Linked DNA regions of Mus musculus: region 1 is linked to region 2. A link is a contact called in public HiChIP or PLAC-seq data. All regions are on one chromosome and are shown on one strand. Each heading gives the region's core, a stretch centred on a gene start, on an enhancer-like site or on the middle of the called end of the contact. The rest is flanking DNA. Distances are from core to core; before and after follow the strand shown. Region 1 holds the start of Sbno2 (strawberry notch 2). Region 2 has its middle 12 kb from the start of Ptbp1.

Region 1 (6,108 bases), core at 736-3,235, 260 kb after region 2:
TCCCAACTTGAAAAGAGCCTCAGCAGCCCACCTGTAGGAGCCAGGTCCTGGGACAATCCAAAGCTGGGCCCAAGGGCTGTAGAGAGGGGCCAAGAGAAGTTGGGGGTTCAGCTAGCCAGGCCTCCCAGATACAGAGTCCAGCCATTGATTGCTATTGGATCAGGTCCCTAGCACGGCTGATTGCAGGGAGGGAGGCACCAGGTTATGCCCCTTGTTCCTTCAAATGTCCCCAGTCCCACACAACAGAGCCAGTCCCAACCAGGCCAGGTTCCAGGCAATGCCTCATCTAACCTGTTCACTGGGGTCCCAGCTCAGCTTAGTACCTCGGGGCCCTTTACCACATTGGAAAACTCACCAGCAGTCGTGCCACCCCCAAGGCCAGGCTCCCCGTCACTCCCCAATCACAGGGTTCAGTGGCCCGCACCAGACAGCCAAGGCAGGAAGGCAGCCGCTCCCGAGCGGGCGGGACTCAGGGACTCACAGGCATTCCGGGAAGCAGAGCCGGGGGATGGCCCAGACACTTGACACACTCATGCCTTTTTTTTTTTTTTTTAACTTTTCAGAGCGTTAATCATGACATCTGAGGAGACACCCTGAGATCCCTCCCTCACCACCAGGCTAGTTCAGCTGTGTCCCTCTAGTGCATCTCTAGTACCTAGGGTGGTGGCACCCACTCTCCCCCACTTAGCTCCCTGGTGATGTGGTTTCAAAGTCACTCTCTACTACACACTCCCCCAACCCAAACCAGAAGAGGAGACTTGAGAGACGTGGCTGGGACCAATGGTGGGGCCAGGTCTGGGCATCCACCCAGGAAACCCAGTAAGGAGACTCCTTGATAGCCAGGGGTCCTGAGAACCCTCAACGCTAAAGACACCAAGTTGGGTAGGAAGGGACAAAAATACCTCACGGAGCACCAGGGTCAAAGACCACAAGAAAAAGAAAGGGGTCAAAAAGGACACTGAACAGGAGTTGATAGAAAACAACAGAAAAGAAAGGTTAGGGGGTCATGACTGAGCCTGGGGTCAAATGATCATGGCACAAGGTGGGGGTTGGGGTTCCCTCCCAGGACCAGGGTCAAGGGCAGGAGTTGCGGGAGAAGGTTCCCGGGGTGCAACCTGAGTCTCAGGAGAGGGAAGGTCCTGGGTCTAGGAGGACGGGGTCCCTGGCATGAGGTTAAGGTTCACTGGGAGAACAGGGGTCCCAAGGTGAGGTTAAGGTTCAACTGTAGATGGGAGGGTGGTGGTCTGTTAGGGTCAAGGTTCAAAGTAGATTGTATGGGAATCAAGGTGCCGAAAAGAATGAGGGGTACCTCCAAAGACCCAATACCAGAGTCAAGGCCAGGAGTGACAGGCTGTGGACAAGATTTTCAGGGAAGGAAGTTCTCACCACCAGAGGCGGGAATCCGGGTCAGCCAAAAGGAAAGGGGGTGGGGGGGTGGGGGTCATAGGAAACTGGGGTCAGTGTCAAAGACGGACAATGGAGGTCGCAATAGGAGTCGGGGTTCCCTGGGAGCTGGGTCAAAGCAGGAGTGAGAGAGAGGTCCCCGGAGATGGGGGAGTTCAGCCAAGAGGCTCACCGGCTGGGGCAGGGGCAGGGGTCGCAGCCGGACGTGGGGTCAGGACTATTGGGGCAAGACCGAGACTGAGGTCCACGCGGAACGTGGGGTCTCGCCTCACAGAGAGAGATGGGGCGCACAGGGGTCGTGACTGGGGGCGGGGTCAGGGGGGTCGCGGGGAGGGTCAGAGGTCGCGCGCGGTGCGGCACCCTCCTCCGCGTCCGCTCCCACCCTGCAGCCAAGGAACGGCCGCGAGAAGCCCGGAACCAGAGCCTGGCCGCACGAGTCGCGTGGGGATCGCGAAAGGGTCACAGTGGCGTCTCGGGCCGGCGCCTCACCTCAGACCTGATCGCTGAGCCCGCGACGCCTCGGTTTCCCGGAGCCTCTCAGCGGCCGCCGCTCACTTCCGGGTTCTGGGCGCCATGTTGCCGGCGGCGCGCACTTCCGCTTCTGCGAAGGGGCGCGGCCTTAGGGGCGGGGCCTCTTGGGGCCGGGCAGTTCTTGCTACTTGAGGGAGCTGGACCCCTTCTCTGTCCCCTGCCTGACCTTGCTGGGCTGTAGATCGTTCCTCAGTTTCCCCTTCAGGGCTTTGCACATGCCCTGGCACACTTGCAACATCAGACCCCACCAACCTCTCACACCCTTGCCATCCTCCGCTCCCTTAGAACTATCTAAAAGCCCTATTTTCTTTTCTTTTTAGACAGTCTCACTATGTGGCCTTGTCTGGCCTAGAACTCACAAAGATCCACCAGAACTCTACAAGTGCTGATCTTAAAAGCATAAACCATCATGCCTGGTCCAATCTCTAAAACCCACTATAGATCTAATTCACGTGTCTCCCTTCTCAGTCCAGACCTAGGGCAATGGCCTCAGTGGGGCTAAAGCCAGTTCAGTCACCATCCCCTTCCCAGCTGGGTATCATGAATTCAGGCCCAGAGGCACCACCATTCAGAAGCCTGTGTCCTGCAACCCTGAGATTAGATTTGCCCATAAGTAAATGAACTGTATGGATGCTGTTTTATCTCCATGTAGCTGGCTGTCCTGGAACTCCCTCTGTATACCAGCGTGGCCTTGGACTCAGAGATCTTCCTTCCTCTGCCTCCCAAGTGTTGAAATTAAAGGCATGTGCCACCATCCCAGATGAGAACCTGGCTCTTTATTGTGCCCCCAAAAAACCCCTGTCTAAGGGGCAGGAAATCAGGACTATCTGTCCTCAGGGAAGGAGACCCAGGCAGGAGTCTCTGCATAAAGTTAAGGATACCACTGGAGATCTTAAGCAGTAAGGCTATAGAAACTTGGATTTTAAGTTTAATCAGGAGTTTTTCACAGAGACCAAAAGGAAAGACAATCTAGATAAAAAGAAAAGCTGTTTAAAAGCCTGGTATAGCCGGGCAGTGGTGGCACACTCCTTTAACTTAATCTCAGCACTGGGCAGGCAGAAACAGGCCATCTCAGTGAATTCAAAGCGAACCAGGGCTACACAGAGAAGCAGTGTCTTGAAAACCAAACAACAATAAAAAAGCCTGGTATAGTGGATTGGGCAGCCAGCTTGGGGTAAAGTGCTAAGGACCTGAGCTCTATCCCCAAGCCCAGGTGTGGTGGCAGGGGTTCAGATGATCATCCCGGTGCTGCAGAAGCAGAGGCAGGAGGGTTCCTAGCCTGGTGGGCACATTCCAGGTCCAGGAGGGACCAAGTCTCAGGGAGCAATACAGGTGGTACCTGAGGAGTAACTTTGAAGGTTAACTTCTGACCTACACACACACACACACACACACACACACACACACACACACACACGTGCATGCGCGCGCACACACACTGTACACAAACACATACACCCCCCACGCGCACACACAGAATAAAGAGTTTGGAAGTGTGAGACCCACTAGGAGGCTTGAGTCCCACACCCAAGAATCCAGTTCCCTCTCACCTTAGTCCTCTGAGATATGTGTCACCTGCATTCCCCAGGGGAAGAAATGGAGGCAGAGGACTATCCTGAAATTAGTCCCAGGTCACCTAAGGAAAGGCATGGAAGTGACCTCTGCCACACGTCCAGCACGGGAAGCCATGAAGTCACAGTGGATAATCTTGCCTCAAATGGGGGCAGTTTGCCCAGCCCAGGGTGTATCTAGCCCTGTCAGCCCGAAGGAATCTGCCAAGCTGGGGATGGCTAGGGAATTAGTCAGATTTGGGGATTTCCAAGGAAACACAGGAGTCAGCCTCAGAAAGCAACAGGGACCTGGCTCTAAGTCCATGGCCCAGGTTTTTGTTTGTTTGTTTGTTTGTTTGTTTTTGAGACAGGGTTTCCTTGTAGCCCTGGCTGTCCTGGAACTCACTCTGTAGACCAGGCTGGCTCGAACTCAGAAGTCTGCCTGCTTCTGCCTCCCAAGTGCTGGGATTAAAGGCGTGTGCCCCATGCCTGGACATGGCCCAGTTTTAAAGATGCAGCAGCATGGGCTTGTTGTGTGACCCCAGGAAAGGCACTTTACTCCTCTGAGCCTTTAAACTAAGGAGCTACATGCTAGGTTGTTCCACTGACCACACTGACAAACTGTGGCTTCGTTTGTTTTGAGAACAGTTTCATGAACTCAGGCCAACCCCAAACTCAAAAATGTAGCCAATAATGACCTTGAACCGGGTCGGTGGTGGCACATTCCTGTAATCCCAGCACTTGGGAGGCAGAGGCAGGCGGATTTCTGAGTTCCAGGCCAGCCTGGTCTACAGAGTGAGTTCTAGGACAGCCAGCAGCCAGGGCTACACAGAGAAACCCTGTCTCGAAAACAAAACAAAACAAAACAAAACAAAACAAAACAAAACAAAACACAATAACCTTGAACTCCTGATCCCCACTTTCCAAGTTTTGGGGATGACAGGCATGTGCTGGGGGTGACAGGCATGTGCTGGGGTGACAGGCATGTGCCACTATGTCTGGTTTATGTGGTGTTGGGGATGGAACCCAGGGCCCGCTGCATGCTGGGTAGTCCACCTTCAGAGCCCCAGCCTAGTTTTAGCTTTACGATTTGATATGGGGGTGGGGGGGTCAGATACATAGGGAGGGATGAAGCCCAGCACCTTAGGCTAAATAGGAAAGTACCAGCACTGAACAGCTCTGCACAGCCCATGTCATTGTTTCAAAGGATAGAAAGCCCTGCCAGGGAGTGCTAAGGAACTTCTGGAGCCCTCAGCTTCTCAGACTGGAGCAGCCCCAGCCCCAGCTCCCCTATTGAGATCTGCCCACCTCCCGCCCTGCCCTACCAGCAGCCAGCTAGCTTCCGTCCAGGTTCCCAGCCATCAGGCAGGTGCACCAGCCTGGCCATGCAGGCCTGGACCTAGGGATTCACTTCCTGTTTCCCTACAATCTGGAAAGTCCCGGTGTTCCCAGGCTGCCACCAAAGCTTCTCCTCCTCATGGTCCCCCTGGCCACTTCTGTTTTCTATACCCACTTCCCCTGGTGGGGGCCCCCAGTCTGGCACCGCCTCTTCCCCTCTCCACCTCCACCACCCTTCCATCTCCCTTTCTCAAGCTCTTGCTGGGTTTTCCTCAGTATGGAAGGGGACACTGAGGCAGGAGCAGCCGCAAAGGATATATCCACCCACCCCCATCTCCCTGTCTCTCTCTCCTCCCAACTTTGTCTCTCTTCACACAGCCACCTCACCCCAACAGCCAGCACGGCCCAGTGCAGGCATCCTCCTCCTCCAGTGGCTGACCCACCTGTAGCTCCTTGGTGTCCCCAGGTGTCTATAGGTCACTGTCCCAGGACCTGGGGCTCCCAGCTCTCTGCCCCAGGACATACAGCCAGATCCTGCTAGGCCCCTGTTAGGGCTGCAGTCTGTGCCAAGACTTCGGGGAAGAGCTAACCTGCCTGACAGGTTTGAGATCCACCCAGCCCAGGCCTTCCTCCTCTCTAGGGAGAGGCTGAGACACCTGGAGCTTGCAGGGAAATGCTCATCGGCACACCTCCACTTTGTCTCGAGTGGGTCCTGAGGTTGGGGAGCAGCAGCAGGCTGGACAATGGAAGAACATTGGGAATCGTAACAGGGGAATGAAACACAGGGCACATGGATGGGGGAAGGTCCAGGGCTGGACAGTGGGGATCACTAGGGAGCTGAGGGCAACAGGAAGCCATGAGGGTTGTAGAGCAAGGGATACTGTACAGCCAGGGCAGAGACAGAAGTCAGTTGGAGCTATGCGTGGTGGCATAGTACTATGTTATCCCAGGGAGCAGCCTTCTGAGCCACAGACCAGCAACACCCCAAGCCTTGGCCAGCTGTTTTTTCGTTTGTTTTGGTTTGTTTTCCCGAGACAGGGTTTCTCTGTGTAATCCTGGCTGTCCTGGAACTCACTCTGTAGAACAGGCTGGTCTTGAACTCAGGAATCTGCCTGCCTCTGCCTCTCAAGTGCTGGGATTAAAGGCATGCGCCCCCCCCCCCCCCGCGCCAGATGCAAACATACAAACGCAATACACACACATATGTACACATGCATACATACATGTACATGTACACACATATGTAAACACAAACATATACACATATATATGTTCACATATTCAT
Region 2 (6,771 bases), core at 1,022-3,521:
ACACCCAAACAAATAAAAAAGAAGAAATAAGGGGCTGGCGAGATGGCTCAGTGGTTAAGAGCGCCAACTGCTCATCTGAAGGTCCTGAGTTCAAATCCCAGCAACCATATGGTGGCTCACAACCATCCGTAACAAAATCTGATGCCCTCTTCTGGAGTATCTGAGGACAGCTGTACTTACATATAATAAATAAATAAATCTAAAAAGAAGAATAAGAGGAGGAAGAGGAAGAGGAGGAGGAGGAGGAGGAGGAGGAGAAATAAAATTTTAAATAAGTAAATAAATAGGATTTAAAAAAAAGATTTATTAGCTGGGCGTGGTGGCACACGCCTTTAATCCCAGCATTTGGGAGGCAGAGGCAGGTGGATTTCTGAGTTTGAGGCCATCCTGGTCTACAGAATGAGTTCCAGGACAGCCAGGGCTATACAGAGAAACTCTGTCTCGAAAGAAAAAAAAAGATTTATTTGTTTATTATATGTAAATACACTGTAGCTGTCTTCAGACACACCAGAAGAGGGCATCAGATCTCATTACAGATGGTTGTGAGCCACCATGTGGTTGCTAGGATTTGAACTCAGGACCTATGGAAGAGCAGTCAGTGCTCTTAACTGCTGAGCCATCTCTCCAGCCCATAAATAGGATTGAAAAAAGAAAAAAGAAAAAAAGAAATAAACCATGGAATGAAGTTAGGTTCCCTTTTAGTCTCTCTATCTTTTGTTTTTGGCTTTTTTTGTTTTTGTTTTTGTTTTTCGAGACAGGGTTTTTCTGTATAGCCCTGGCTGTCCTGGAACTCACTCTGTAGACCAGGCTGGCCTCGAACTCAGAAATCTGCCTGCCTCTGCCTCCCAAATGCTAGGACTAAAGGCGTGGGCCACCACCACCCGGCACATCTCTCTATCTTTTGAGTCAAGCTTCCACTGTGTCGCCCAGTAGGGCCTCAAATTCCTGATGCTCCCGCCTGGCTATGGCTTGGCTACCAGGAGTGACCCACTGGGTTCCATCTCCTGCACCACACAAACAGAACTTGGTGGCACGTGACCATCATCTCAGCAATCAGGAAATAGAGGCAGAAGGACCAGGTCATCTTCAGCTACATGTCCAGTTTGAGCTAGCCTTGGCTACATGAGACCATGTTCAAAAAGGCAAAAATCAATGCAGGCAGCAGGCACCCTGCATAGCCCTTCCTTGCCCTGTAGTCCTTCAAGCTTGGCAATGTCTAAGGAGCCACTAGGGCATCACCAGAGACAGATGGGAGATCACATCTAAACCTCCAAACTCAGAAAATTGGGCCAAAGACATCCCTAGCAGGTTTTTCCAGCCCTCAGAGGCAGTAACGTGCACCTGAATTGCTTGAACTTGCTGGAATTTCTTCCATGGTACAGCAAGCAGACTCATGGCTGTGTGGGACGTAGACAGGAGGAGTGTAAAGGGGGACAGGGATGTTGAGGGATATGCTAGTGTTTGGATACTGGGTTCCAGCCCAGCCTGTAGGTGGCAGGAACCCCTTCTTCCTACCTTGATGCTCTCTGGTGGTATAGCCCCTGCCTAGAACCCACACAGCGAAGGGCTGGAGGTGTGACCACAAGGATCCTAAGGACCCTCCCTGCCTAGAATCCTCCAGTTAGAGCCCTGTGTGTGCTCAGGGGTGGAGCCCTGCCTAGAACCCCGCAGTGAGAGGCTGGGAGCAGACTCAGTCCTTAGCTCGACTCTAGCCAAGTACGCAGCTCGGGGTTTATGATAATATATGGAAGAGTGGAAGAAAATCACCCGCTGTGGAAGTCTGAGGAAGTGGGAGGGACTTTGCCGCGGAATGTCTGTGCCCACGCCTGGGCTGTAGTGGTAGTCTAACTCCTCACACCCCATCCCCCAGGCTCCTTCCAAGTCCAGACAGAGAAAGGAATTCCTGGCTGAGTCTAATTTAAAACAAACAAATAAACAATGTTTGCAGGGAGGAGAATGAGAGGAATGCGGGCGGGGCTCTTCCCTGCGGGAGAACCGGAGAACTGGGGCCTCGGACTGCAAGAACAGAGGTCACCACGACCCCAGCAAACTCCCACCCCATCTCTGCAAAGAGCTGGAAAGCACTGTTAAGCCCACCCCGACCGGCCTTCCAGGGTTATTCTGTTGTTTTATGGCCTTTTTGCTCCGCTGGCTGCAAATTGGGGGAGGGGAGAAAAAAAAAAAAAAAAAAAAAACACGGGAGGCGGGGTAACGACAGATTCCGGATCCCTGGTCCCGGAAACCTTTGTTTCTTAAGGCTGGGCAGCTGCTCCTCAGAGACAGTTAGGGCTCTGGACTTGGAGCACCGGTCAGTGTTTTTACTTCAAGGAAAGCTCTAACCTAGAGCAAGAGCCCAAAATTTCTCAGGTAGTTTGAAAAACAGTGAGGTGGTTTTGTGTGTGTGTGTGTGTGTGTGTGTGTGTGTGTGTGTGTGTGTTTCTTTCTGAGGTGGTTGTGTGTGTGTGTGTGTGTGTGTGTGTGTGTGTGTGTGTGTGTGTGTGTGTGTTTCTTTCTTAGTACTTGGTAAGCTGAAGCAGGAGGATTGCGGCAATTTTAATGACAACTGGGCTACATGAGACCTTGATTGTCTCCAAACATTGTTGGTGCCCACCTGTCATGCCAGCATTCAGGAGGTGGAGGCAGGCGGATCAAATGCAAAAGACTATCCTGGGCTATGTGAGACCCTGTCTCAAACCCTCTTTCTCAGATTAAAAAAAAATATATATATATATATATATATATATATATATATATATATATATATATATATATATATATATATATTCATATTCCAAGGTTGAGAGCACGCCTTGGTGGTGAGGCCCTAATATCAAATTCCCAGTGCTGAACAATAAAATGAAGTGTTACTCAGCCCTTTCCTGATGCATCTCTGAATTCCACACACTATCTGAAATCCACAAAAAATACCATCTTAGAGGCCCAGGTTTGCAGGTAACAGGAAAGCTACCCCATGCTTGTTTTTCTAGCAGGGAATTATTTTATCTGGATTTAGAAAGCAGCCTGCTCAGAGTATAGAGCAGTGAGGGAAGCCCTGTGGGCCTGTCTGATTCTAGAATTCTCCAGGATAAAGTCTGGGAACTTTAACCCTGTTGGAACCACAGGGAAGTTGGGGAAGCAGGCAGAATGAGTCTCGGCAAGGATCTCTCTTTAATATTTCTATTTTATGTGTGTGAGTGTCTTCCCTGCATGCATGCCTGTGCACCTCCTGCATACTGGTAACCACAGAGTCCAGGATCCCTTGAGACTTACAGACTGCTGTGAGCCACTACATTAGTGCAGAACATCACCCTGGGTCTGTCAGAGGAGCAGTCAGTGCTCACTGCCCATGAGTCACCTCATCAGCCTCAGCATCTGTTCAAAACCAAGGAAGCGACAGCAATAGGTTATGCTGTTTGGGAGTCACTTGGACTACCAAGACTGACCCCTGGGAAGGCCATGTCGGTGCCTGGGGTTTGTTAGCCTATGGCTCTCATTGGGAGCATTGCCAACCTAAGGGGTTTACTTAATATAGGATAAATATATATGTATTGTGTATAATTTTAGGTACATATAAAGTAATGTGATTCATTGAGGCTTTATCCAACACCCTTGGGGTTATCTGTTCCTCCTCCCTCCGCCTTGACCTCCCTTCGTCCTCCCTAGGTGGAGCCCTCTCCTCATTTTGTTTCCCACGTTATGTCATCCGAATCATACTATTCCCACCACAAGCCCCTCCCCCTCCCTTTTACACGTTCCCGGCTTCTGTACTACAGTCTACATACAACGGAAGATTGGAATATTTGAGCCTCCAGTAAGAGAGTACATTGGATGTTTGTCTTTCTGGGTCTGCGCTCCCGTGCTCAATGCCATCTTTTGGAGTTCTAGTCACTGAACCTACAAGTGTCATGATTGTTTTTCCCGACAGATGAATAATATCCCACAGTATATATAGACAACATTTTTCAGTATCTATTTATTGGTTGAAGAGCATTTGGGTTGTTTCTGATGGGTTCTTTTTCCACTGCCAGTGAAGTGAGCCAATTTACACCAGATTAGATTATATTAAAGGCAGGCTTATTGGAGCTGTCCCCAGGTGAGTTCCCTGGCCTCACTGAGGTCAGTGCAGTTGCCATGGGGAAAGGGGGAGGGAGAGAAAAAGAAGAAAAAGAAGAGAGCAAGAGACCAAAATGTCTGGATTCTGTAGAGAGGAGCCTCTGGGGTAAGGGCAGCCCCGGGGTTGGGGCAGGGCATGCCAGGCAGGCACTGAGGGATGTTGGGAGAACCTGGAGGGCAGGTCTGCTTTGGTGTGTAAAATGGGCATCTCAGCCCCCTGTCCAGGGGTCTGAAATCAGTTTCCATTTCTTAGCCCTTATGCATAGAGCAGTAAAGACAGACAGGGCTGAGCAGTCTCTGTGCAGCTGGATACTGCGGCCTTTGGACACATGCCAAGAAGTGGTTTCGCGGGATCATACCGGAGCCTCCATCTTAGGTTTTGGGAATTCTCCATGCTGGTTTCTGTAGTAGCTCCGGCCATTTGCAACCTCCCATTGCTTCCAGCAAATTTTGGTGACCTTTGTCTTTCTGACTTGGGTCAGATGTTGAATGTAAATCCGTCTTGCTGAAGTCACATTTAGGACAAGGGACTTGACCTTCCCTGAAGGCTTCATCCCTGCCATCCAGGTTCCGAGGTGCAAGGAAATACCATGTCAGCTAACAAGCAAGTGAGGGAGGCAGTTAAACAGCTCCTGCTGGCTGAGACACGGATGACCGGATGACCACCATGGTACACTGTCCTTGAAGCTGTAGAGAGCGGCACTCTTCCTATCTGTAGCAACCTACTGTTAGGGTTCAGACCTGGGACAAGAAGCTGAAGTGCCTGTTGTACACACCACAGCAGACCTGGCCTCCAGGTCCTCCCAGCATCCCTCAGTCCTTACCTGGGGTTCCCTATCCTTAACCATGAACTTTCCAGCCCAGGGGCTGGGCTGCCTGTCCCTCAACGGCTCCTCCCTGCATAATCCAGATAGTTTTGTCTCTCTGCCCCTTCCTTCTCTCTTGCTCTCTGCCTGACCCAGAGCGATTTCCCAATAAACCTGCATTCATATACATTTTAATCTGGCTTGAACTGGCACATTAATCCAGCAGAGAGACAACTTACCGTCAACAGCTGTCTAATTGGATGTAAGGCCCACTCAACAGGGGAAAAACCAGGCCTGATACTGGGTCCTGCATTTTTGCATTTTAGAAGGGTCTGCCACCCTTGGTGCAGACCAATGCAATTCTCCTGGAACTCACTATGTAGACCAGGCTGGCCTCAAACTCAGAAATCCACCAGCCTCTGCCTCCCAAGTGCTGGGATTAAAGGCGTGTGCCACCACTGCTGACCAATGCAATTCTTGACTACATTCTAGATCTTATCCTTACACCCTTAGATAAGAGCAGCCACCACCCTCATTCATCAAAGAAGACCTCCTTACACAGAGGGAAATTCCAGCTCCAAGAGGGACTTTACAGCTCCTGCGTCTACCTCTCAGTAGACTTAGTCAAAGGTGGGACAGAGAGACTGTAAGAGGCAGACTACCAGGAAATGGACTGTGAAACCATTCTAGAAACGACTGCATGAACGAGACTGGGACATTGGAAATACCAATCGACAGGTTAACTCGGTCAGAGGGAATGCCATGTGGTCCCATCCCTGACAAAGAACTACAGGAGGCATATAGGAGGTAGCTAATGGTTGCTGGGAGAGGGAACTAACCCCTGCCAGGGGTCAGCCCCCTTATCAAGTGTCCAGTGCAGAGTAGTCAGCTCCCAAACTACAGGTACAGAAACTACAAAAACAGACAGACAGACAGACAGACAGACACACACACACACACACACACAAACAATAAAAGGAAAGAGACTGTCAATGTGAGAGTGAGGACAGCAGGGGAGAGGGGATGAGGGAGGAAAGGGAGGTGGGAAGTGATGGAATTCCAAGTTAAAACTGTGTTAGCCCGCTGGGTGGTGGGGGTGCACATCTTTAACCCAAGCTCTCCAGAGGCAGAGGCTAGTGGATTTCCAGGCCACCTGGTCTACAGAGTGAGTTCCCGGACAGCCAGGGCTACACAGAGAAACTCTGTCTCTGAAAGAAAGGGAAAAGAAAGAAAGGAAGAAAGAGGAAAGAAAAGACTTGGAACCCACAAGCCAGACAGGGCTCTACCATGGAGAGGGAGACGTGGAAACGGCCCACACCTAACCAAGACGGATGGCAATTGATACCTGTCGGCAAGAGGAGGAAATCAGGTTTGTTCCAGTGAAACCTCACTGGGTATATAAACCACACTCAAGAGTAGGTATCACATTCAGTGGATGGCACACACAGTGTTTGCATGTCTCTGTGTGTGTGTGTGTGTGTGTGTGTGTGTGTGTGTGTGTGTGTTTTGGTTGGTTGGTTGGTTGGTTGGTTTTTGTTTTTTTAACACAGGGTTTCTGTCTTTTCCAAGTGCTGGGATTATTGCCTGGCTTTTAGTATTTTTGACATACTGGGTTTTTGTTTGATTTTATTTTGTTTTGTTTGCTTAAGAGAAAGAGAAAAAAGATAAAGTTGGTTGTGTAGGGAGGTGGAAAGGATCTGGGAGGGGTTGGGAGATGGGAAAAACACAATCAAAATATATTGTATGAAAAAATATTAATAAAAAAATAAGAATGCAAATCCAGCCTTAGCTACAGGGTAAGACACAGCCCCTTCCCCCCCCCCCCAAAAAAAACAAAACAAAACAAAAACAA

The links. HiChIP or PLAC-seq counts read pairs in DNA pulled down with a chosen protein or histone mark.
Region 1: a contact with region 2 is called in an H3K27ac HiChIP or PLAC-seq map of extraembryonic endoderm stem cells. The contact joins the promoter of Sbno2 here to the enhancer-like site in region 2. A contact is called at or near these places in 7 of 39 promoter capture datasets (the C10 cell line, cranial neural crest, frontonasal cranial neural crest and 4 more), 2 of 484 Hi-C or Micro-C datasets (cortical neurons and embryonic stem cells), 14 of 115 datasets of contacts at active chromatin or transcription factors (the 230-238 cell line, astrocytes, embryonic hindbrain and 8 more) and 2 of 9 other capture datasets (adipose tissue and pancreatic islet).

The regions. Positions count from the first base shown.
Region 1 is chr10:80,100,717-80,106,824 of GRCm38.p6, forward strand. It overlaps Sbno2 (strawberry notch 2), which reads right to left and starts at 1,986. Exons shown (of 32, transcript NM_183426.2): 1 at 1,894-1,986.
Region 2 is chr10:79,839,205-79,845,975 of GRCm38.p6, forward strand. No RefSeq gene overlaps it. Among named protein-coding and RNA genes, the nearest start is that of Ptbp1, 12 kb to the right of the region's middle. Within about 2 kb of position 2,272, at least 286 of the 459 cell types and tissues checked have an H3K27ac peak or open chromatin away from gene starts, as enhancers often do. A contact at or near this core is called in the 230-238 cell line, adipose tissue, astrocytes and 11 more, where this site is marked.